Linked DNA regions of Mus musculus: region 2 is linked to region 1. The links are chromatin contacts, called in public promoter capture Hi-C maps. All regions are on one chromosome and are shown on one strand. The core of a region is the stretch at or near the end of the contact, and the rest is flanking DNA. Distances in the headings are between cores, read along the strand shown. Region 1 holds the start of Klhl29 (kelch-like 29). Region 2 overlaps 2810032G03Rik (RIKEN cDNA 2810032G03 gene).

What was found. Promoter capture Hi-C pulls out the DNA fragments that hold promoters and counts their contacts.
Region 2: a contact with region 1 is called in a promoter capture Hi-C map of hippocampal neurons, with 2.5 times the contacts expected there. The contact joins the enhancer-like site here to the promoter of Klhl29 in region 1. A contact is called at or near these places in 1 of 39 promoter capture datasets (hippocampal neurons), 5 of 484 Hi-C or Micro-C datasets (the HL-1 cell line, the N1E-115 cell line, cerebellar granule neurons and 2 more), 2 of 115 datasets of contacts at active chromatin or transcription factors (both in embryonic stem cells) and 3 of 9 other capture datasets (adipose tissue, liver and pancreatic islet).

What each region holds. Positions count from the first base shown.
Region 1 is chr12:5,373,632-5,378,405 of GRCm38.p6, forward strand. Klhl29 (kelch-like 29) reads right to left here and starts at 2,051. Exons shown (of 14, transcript NM_001164493.1): 1 at 1,471-2,051. It overlaps 2810032G03Rik (RIKEN cDNA 2810032G03 gene), which reads left to right and starts at 2,089. Exons shown (of 2, transcript NR_015579.2): 1 at 2,089-2,897.
Region 2 is chr12:5,407,591-5,411,779 of GRCm38.p6, forward strand. The region is part of intron 1 of 2810032G03Rik (RIKEN cDNA 2810032G03 gene); the gene reads left to right. Among named protein-coding and RNA genes, the nearest start is that of Gm32214, 28 kb to the right of the region's middle. Within about 2 kb of position 2,576, at least 25 of the 459 cell types and tissues checked have an H3K27ac peak or open chromatin away from gene starts, as enhancers often do. A contact at or near this core is called in hippocampal neurons, where this site is marked.

The DNA of each region.
Region 1 (4,774 bases), core at 801-3,300:
AGCTGATGAGGGGCTGGAGCCTGCAGTGGTGGAGCATGAATGTCCCAGAACTGAGGAGTGGAAGTTTCTCGGCAGCCGCAGCCAGGCATCCTCCACGTCTAGTCCCTCCAGCGAAGAGGTCTCGCCTAATGCTACATAAACATCTGCGTTCACGATTTGCCCCAGGCGCGCCGCCTCGCAAACACCATAGGGAGAAACGATGTGCTTCGCAGAGCCGCGCATGTACCAGGACCGGATGCTTCTCACCCACCATCATCCCTGGGGACCCGCGGGAGATCGGTCAACTGACCGCTGCTGCCTTTCGGTTCCAGAGGCCAGCGATGAGAGAGAACGGGCTTCTCAGCAGGCGGACCCAGGCATCCAAGACTCGCGCTTTGCAGTCGCCGGCTCCTGGGAGAACAGCCGCAGGCAGGCAGTGCGTCTCCACCTTCCCCAGGCGACGCACACCGAACCTGCCCCGGGAGCAGCCTCGGAACGAAACTGGGCTGCGGGTTCCGAGATCTGGGCTGGAGCGAGCACGCCTCTCTCCCCTAGGGCCTGGGGCCGACACTGCCCAGCGAGGGCACCAGCGCGCGACCACAGATAACCCTCCTGCCTCCAGGCCACGAAGACCCGGACGTGAGCCCGCGGTCAGCCCGCATGGCCCGTGGCAGTCTGGGCGCGCGGCCACACTCCCACCTACGTGTCTCCGGTCTACTATCCCACACATAAACAACCCCTCTCCACTCGCCACCACCTCCCCGCCCTTCGCATCCCTGAAGCTGTCCTCCCACCTCCAACCCCCGCTGGAAACCACAAGGTGTCAAGGGAATGTAGGGGAGGTCACAACACGGTCTGTGTGGGTTCCATTCAGATGATATTCAAGCTCTTCCACCTCGAAAGTTACTTGGGATCCAGTGAAGAAACCCGGTCCCCAAATGCTGGGTCTAAGAACGCGAGTGGCAGAACCCGTCATCTAGCTTCCCTTGGCACACAGGCGCGCATCTCCCCAACCCGCAGGGCACACGGCCGCCCTGGGGACCAGCTTTCCAGTGCTTTCTGGGTCCCCCGGCACTGCTGGGGCCCTGGGCCGCGCAGGGGGAGGTGGCCAGGAGAGGGGCGCACACGGCTTGGCCCGGCCCAGCGCTACCCGACTCTGGTGTCGTATTTGCTTCTAGCACCTTCGACCACTGCGATAGTTCCCCTAGGCATTCCCTGCATAACACACCCGGGGGCAGGAAGTTTTTTTCCCCCTTTTTTCCATCCCCGGAGCAGCGCAGGCGCAAGGGCTTCTGCAGGCTTGCGAGCTCAGACGCGGGAGGCTCCAGCTCCAGCCGCCGCCACTGCCAGAGCCGAGCCCAGCGTTCCAGGCTCTGGGCCACACTCCCAAGTCCTGCCTGGCCCAGAAGCTACCAGGACCCTGGGAACCCTTACTCCCTCCCCTCTGCCCCGTTAGGCATCCCAAGAGCCCCAACCTGATCCGGCTCTTACCTGCGGCCGCGCCGCTCCAGCCCCGGCCCGACGCGCAGAGAGCCCAGGGTCGCGGATGGGTGCAGGAGGGTTGATGGATAGGGGACGGCGCCGGCGGGTAGCGGTAGCTGGGGCCGCTCGAGTCCTGGCCCGGAGAAACGGATCCAGGTCCACCTCCTCTCGTTCCTGCTCTCCGCCTTCTCCCCTTTTCCCTCCTCCTCCTCCTCCGCCGCCGCCTCCCGGCAGCCCAGGGAGGATGCCCGGGAGAGGGAAGTCAGTCTTTCTGCCTGTCAGCCTGCGCGGCTATGCGCGGTGCGGCGCGGCTCTCATCGAGGCGGCGGCAGCGGCGGCGGCTCCGGCAGCATCGCCCCCGCCCTCTCCCCGCAGCCGCGGCGGCCGCGGGGCTGGGGCTGGCTCCGGGCGCCGGGCTCCGGGCTCGGGCTCCGGGAGGGGGCTGAGCTTAGGCTCGCCAATGACCTGGGCTGCGGACGTGCGCTGGGTAGCCGGAGCCGGGGTTAGAGCTGCTGCTAGATCGGCGGTGGCAGGGACAGCGGCGACGGCGGCGGCGGCGCGGGGATTGGCGCGGCCGCGGCGCGGGGACCATGCTCCCTTCTGGCTCGCTCCTCTCCGGGTACCGTCTGCTTTAGCTGCGAGGGAGGCGGGCTTCGGCGCGCAGCCAGGGACGGGCGGAGCCAATCACAGACGCCCGAGTAGGCGGGGGCGGAGGGTGGGGGAGGCGGGGCGCCCCCGGCCCGGCTCAGCGCTTGGCTCCCGGGGCCCCAGGGATCCCCTGCAGCCGCGCGCCGGGCCCCAGGCTCAATGCCAGCGGGTGTGTCCGTGGTTGGTCCGCCACCCCCGCCCCCTGCAAAGATACCCGGCTCGCCCGGCTCCGTGGCCGCGCCGGTAGACTCACGACGCATGGCCGGGCTGCTGGGCCATGGCCTCCGGGTTCCGAGAGAGCCCGGGCTTCAAGGAAACGGACTGAAGGGAGCTTCCCTGCTGCTCTCAACACCTGAGGAAACTGGTGGAAAAGTTTGAGAAAGAAAAGTCCAATCGTCTTTCAGCTTCCGCCCTCCCTATGACACTCCAGCCTGGAGAAGGAGTAGGGAACGTCCATATCTCTGAAAGACCACCGCGAGCCATGCCAGTCCTGTCTTCTTGCATCTGCCCTGACTTCTGAGCATATGCGAACTTTCCTGTTTTCACAGACCTCCCTGGGTTGCTCAGATCACACAGGCCTGCTTTGACACTCCAGCTGCAGCCAACCCTCCCAAGATCCACACTGACCGAGTCTTCCTCTCTTCATGCTGTCTACGCAGACCCTAACTGGAACACTAAGAGGAAACTTTGGCTGGAGACCTGTGGCTACCGGTGTGGGTGTGAGCTTTTTCATCTCTCCAGCACACTTCTTTTCTGTGCCTGTCTTCCTTGGGTTGCTAACTCTGCAGGTCAGTTTTCTTATTCCCAGACCCACAGAACCCCTCACCTGTTTTGAGATTCAGAGGGAAAGCCTGTGGCTCAGTTCCCCTCCATCTTTCAGGCAAGTCTGAAGGTTAAAGTCTGAAGTTTATAGTCGGTGGGTTCCTTCTTCATTTCTCTTCACCCATACCTCCCCCACCCCATCCACACAAATACTGAGGCCTATTTCAAACTGGGGGCGGGGGTGGGTGGGTAATAGGGGAGGGACATAGCTGTTTTTTAAGGCTGATCTGGGCTGGCTGTCCTGGGAAGGCTTTACTAGGCTCCACTCATGTCTTTGCCAGGGAGGAGGGAGAACTTTTTTCTCTCAGGGGCCTCCTGTGATTGTCAGACCCACAGCTCTGCTGTTTTGGCTGTAAACTCAGTGCAGGGGTTGTGTATCCTTTAATATCTTGTAGGAAGCACAGTACAGTGTCATGGCTGATAAATAATAAATAATAATAATCTGCTGAGGGTAGCAGGAGAACTGTCAGTGAAGAGGGAAGAAGACAGCGGGGAGATGGGCCGTTGGTGTTAGAGTAACTGCATTTGGGGGGGGGGGAGAATCAGATGAAGTTTTAGTGTTCAAAAGCTTGAAAGGTGGGTTAGGGACGCACAGTGTTTGCATCCCAAAGGAATCTACCCCCAAGACAGGACAGCCAGGGCAGTGACATTAAGGCAGTGACAGAGGCTCCTCAGAGGGAGATAGGGTGGCAGTTTGGGGGAAAACAGCCCCCAGAGGTCCTCAAACTACACCTGAAGGTGAAATATAGGTGTGGTTTGAATACTAAGTTGGCAAGATGGTGAACGAGGTACCAGAAGAGAATAGAGAGCAGGGAAGCGAGGCAGGGATGGATTGGGGTTTAAAATAGACACCTAAGCAATATCTCAGGCAATTCGATGCAAAGAGAAGCAAAACGAAGCTACAGGCACGCCAGCTCCATGGGAAGCCATCCTCTGTGAGGATCTGTGTGTGCTCACCAGCGGTGAACAAGGAGTCCACCAGCTAGCTACATTCTGAACAGCTTCCTGTACGATCGTTGTAGGCAATATAGGACATGGCCAAGGTTTGAATAGGTTAAAACCTGGCAATTTGGCTATGTATAGCTTCTGACCAATTGTTTTGAATGATCCTCAAGTGAATGAAGGGGCAGTGAACTCCAGGAATCCTTTCTTGGCTTCCTTTACGTGAGGATAGAAAAATTCTCTCAGTTGACTTGCTAAGCATTGTTGGAGAAGAGAAGCAGACTGGAATCCCATCCCAGAGGAAGGCTTTTTTTTTTTTTTTTTTTTTTTTTTTTTTTTTTTTTTTTTTTTTATAGCAATAGGGTCAAAATGTCAGGGGGGAAGAGATGAGCTGAATGGATTAGAATCCCAGAGGGTATGTCTACATTTTTCTTACCCTACCCTCTTTTCATCTGAGCCTGTATACAAATAGGATTTTAAGAGGGTATGTCCACATTTTTCTTACCTTACCCTCTTTTCATCTGAGCCTGTATACAAATAGGATTTTAAGAAGCCACATCTTTTGTGGAATTATGTCTAGCTACTATTTGCAGTGAGGCTTACTGTTTATACAAAGGTCTGCCCTTGGGCTGGTTAGTTTTTTCAGTTGTTACTGTTGACTTGACACAAGCTAGAGTCACTTGTTAAGAGGGAACCTTGATTGAGAAAATACTTCCGCCTGGATGATCAGTAGGAAAGCTTACTTCTTGTGGCATGTGTTGGGGTCAGAGCCTTTAGAGAGTCCAGGAGAGGCTATTGGTGAATGTGCAGCCTCAGTCACAGTGGAGAGCCCAGGGTCATGGGATAACTACCAAGGACAGTGGCACATGTGGAATAGACTGGCTTAAGCCTAGGAGAAAGG
Region 2 (4,189 bases), core at 1,326-3,825, 34 kb after region 1:
TTAGTACCCGAGAGACACAGAAAGGGCTTCGGAAGCTTCAGTGAGTTCGCCTGGGAGCTCTCATCTATGCCCGTGCCTAAGCAAGGCTTGCCTCATTTCCACCTCCTCCCCAGTCCCCACTTGAGCTCCCTCTCCAGGAAGGCTTCCTCTCAGTGCTCCTGTCTCCTGCTTGCAGCCACCAGCTTGGAGTCTCCATGTGGTTGCTGCACCAGATCTTAAAACACCGTCTCTGTTAACAGAGCCCTGAATGTCCCCTCAAATCATTGACCCCAAGGGTAGCACACTCCCATAGGCCAGAATCTAGAAGCCTCCTGTGGACCTTCTGCCCTATTCCCTTTGGTCCATCCAGGTCTTTTGCTACTATTTTTCTTTTGTTTATTTTATTTTATTGAGACAGAGTCTCATGTATCCCAGTGTGGCCTCAAATTTCCTATAGTAGCTGAAGGACGCCCGACCCCTTTCCATGCATGATCACACACACACACACACACACACACACACACACACACACACTTCCCAGGTGCTGAGATTACAGATGTATGCCAACACACCTGGCAATCCTGTTGATTCTGCTTCCAGAATCTACTCTCTGGTTCATTCTCTATATGGAAGTCATCTTGTAACTGAAGTTGGACCAGAATACTCAGCTTGCCAAAAGTCATCGTTGGACTCCTGTTACACTTATAATGCTATCTGAATTCTGTGTAGAGCTCTGCAAGGCTCTTGAGCATCTTTGGGACCCTGTCCTGTGCTTCCGTTCCCTTACTCTCCTTCCTCAGTGGCTCTTCCTTGTTCTTGGCTACACTTTCCCACCTCTCTCTCACCCCTCTTACTATGCTGGAAAAGAATTCCAGGGTCTCATGCCTGCTAGGCAAATAGCCTTATCCCTGAACTATATTCTCAATGGGAGAATTCTAATGGCTTCCATCTGTTTGAACTGCATTTGTTTGCTTGTGGCCTTCTCTACAGTGAGCATCATCCTTCCCCTGGCAATATGTCCTTTTTATGTCTGTCCTGGCCACTCCCTTGGAGTTCCCTCTCTGCCCACTATGATAGACCAGGCATAGATTCCTTGTGTTTTACTCACAGTGCTCCACATTGTGGAAGGACCTGCTTGTCCATCTCCCCATGGCCCAACTCTCTGACTGGCCCATGAGATTCATGAGAGCAATGTATCTCCTTCATCATGCCAAAAACAGTGTCATGAATTTTGAGCCCATAAATTGAAACAAGCAGGTGCTAGTGTCATTTGGGAGGAAGTGCTAAGATTGAGGGAAAACACAAAACAGCCTTGCTGGCCTAATTCTAGACATGACTGCGGCTCCACAGGGGGGTAACAATGGGCAAGTTTGTCACTTAAAATTTCTTATGCTCATTCTGCTTTTCTCTCAGCTGTTTAAAGATAAACATGGACTCAATTGTCATGAAAAAACTTAGCACAAAGTTTTCTGTTAGGATTAGATGTTATGTGAAAATACTTAACATCCTGCCTTATACAGAGAAGTCCAAAATTAAATACAAATGTCCTGTAATACTCTTATATTTTACCATATTCTTATCATTTTTCATGGTAGACTGCATCTTATTCTTGGAGGGAGAAAGGAAAGCATGTGTTCTTAATATCATAAAAATACTCATTTGATTATTCATCATTATATATATTCATTTGGCTCATAATAGCTCCAAGTAGAAATAACCCAATTATATATCAACTGATGAATGCATGAATAGTATGTATATAATGTTGAATTCACACAATAGAGTATCATTTAGCAATAAAAAAATGAAGTGTTGATACATATTACAACATCGATGGACCCTGAAACATACCGGGAACAAAGCCAGTGATGTAGGATGCTGGGCTATGCTGCAGAGTCGGAAGTAGACAGAAAGTAGATTACTCCTAGCCTTGGGCTGTGGAGTTTGGAGGGAATTTGGAGTGACTGCTAATGGATGTGGCATTTCTATTTGGGGTAATGAAAATGTTCTAAAATGGATGGTAGTGATAGATGTTCAACTTTTTGCATATACTAAAAAGTACAGAATTATATTTTCAGTGGGTGGATTCTAATGGTATGTGAATTATATTTCAATAAAGCTGTTCAAATTAATTAATTTATTGAATTAATGTGAAAGCAGCCTGGCTCTCTGATGACAGCATGACTGAGCAGGGAGTGAGTGGGGCTCTGTGTCAAATGCCAGCTTTGATTAGATGTGGATAATTGATCACCCCTTCCTCCTTCCCTCTCTCCTCCCTTCCGCCTTACATTTAAATCTTTTGGAACCTTGACCCAGATATGAGTCAGGCGGGGGTGGGAGGTAGGTGAGAATGGTTATCTTTCAAGAGCTGAGGTGTGGCCAGCAGAGTGGAAAACGTTGCATAAGGGGTAGCGAGACAGGATGCTGCTCAGTGGGCATTCTGGAGGCCCAGCAAGAGAATGTGGGCTTAGAAACATCTTCAGTCACAGCAAGTATGCTAAAAGAATTTGTATGTGACTTCAGCAGACACCCACTCTGTGGATGAATGAGGTTAGAGACAAAAGGGCCTCTCTAGTGCAGAGGTGGGGCACACAGCAGTGATGTACAGGTGCCAGAAATCTGGGATATGGGTGGGGCCTTTTCCAGGAGAGCATCCTAGAGAGTTAATGTTGGTTCAAGCAAGCAAGCAAGCAAACAACCAACCAACCAACCAACCAAACAAACAAAACAAGCCAGCAGACTAGATAGTTGGCTTGGTGAGGTAGCACGGATGTTTTCGTTTGGTGGGCAGCTCAGTTTGAGGCTGGCTGGGCAGTTTCCCTCATTCCTGACTTGCCTGACCAGGGTAGAATAGAGTGGAGCCCTCTCCTAGGTCGGGGGACAAGTAAGTTTTGTGGCAAATGGTTGTCTCTCTCGAGCTAGGGAGTTGCTGTAGCTTTTAGCAGGCTGAATGGTCCTGGCGGTAGAGCTACGGCAAACTCTGCGCGAGAAGTTCACCGCTAGAGGGAGCACTGTGACGTTCTACGTCAACAGCACTGGGCTCTCCCAGCTGCGAAGCCAAGCCGACTGGCTAGAAGCCAGGGTTTTGGCACCGGGGGAGGGGATGTTCTTAAGAAACTTATTTTCTCCACCTTTGCTCTTTCCATTTAAAGATTTCTCAGAAGAAACTGGACCCGAAAATCCTGAGTTTTTGGCAGGGTTCTTAGAGTGCCTCCCTGACCCACACCCCCATTTTGTGGGCTTTGGGTATGGGATGCCTGCTGAGGTCTGTATAACTCTGGAGTGGTTAATAGGAAGGGGGGTGGGGTGGGGGGAGAGACAGAGAATTAAAGCGAGGCCAGACTGGTAGAGGTTCTGCCAGTGTGAGAGAACCGGAAAGAGCTTGGAGAACAGGCTGAAGAAAGTGAAAGGGGGGAGGGGCGTGGAGTTAGGGGGTTGCAGTAGCTTTTAGCAGGCTGCATGGTCCTGGTGGTAGAGCTACAGCAGACTTTGTGGTGGCTGTGCAACAAGCACCCACAGCTTGTCAGGATGCTCTGCTTTGGCTTTTTAACATTGGGTAAGGGGCACATGAGATAGCTAGTGAGTGCCCCTCTAAATTTTTTTTTTTTTGGCACGATAACATCCCCCTGCCCCCACCCCCACCCTCCATTCAGTTGAGCTAGCCTTCCATGGTGGCTGACCCTTCTGGAAGCATGGCTAAGACTGGAAGTGGTAGGTGTTCAGAGCAAAAGCCTTCATTCTTAGCTCCCACCTAGATGGCCACTATGTTCTTGAATCCCATCCTAGCTCTCATATGGCCCAAGCCATACTCCAACAGTAGGAGACCCAAAGCCTCCTCCCGCACTGGTTCTTGGTCTGGGAGGTAGATTCTCCTAGCAGCCACTCAACACAGGCAGCAGGTGTATAAGGGGTACATGCTGGATTTGTGCCCGCCCACAGCACTCCACAGAAGCTTCAGGAAGATGGCACCCCATCTGCAGCAGAGCAGGTCAGACGGGGCCTGCTGAGGCTCCTGTCACTGCTGTTGTGAATACTGGTGATTGCCATGGTTACCCGGAGCCTGGGAGCTCTGACAGTTGGAGAACTAGCAGGAGAAGATGGCCTGAAAACCTCCCTGGGGGCTAGGAGATCCTGGACTAGAGAAGATGTTTTGCAAGGGTTTAGATGATCCACAAGTCAGGGGTCTCTTTCTCGTTTTGCTAGGTCCTAG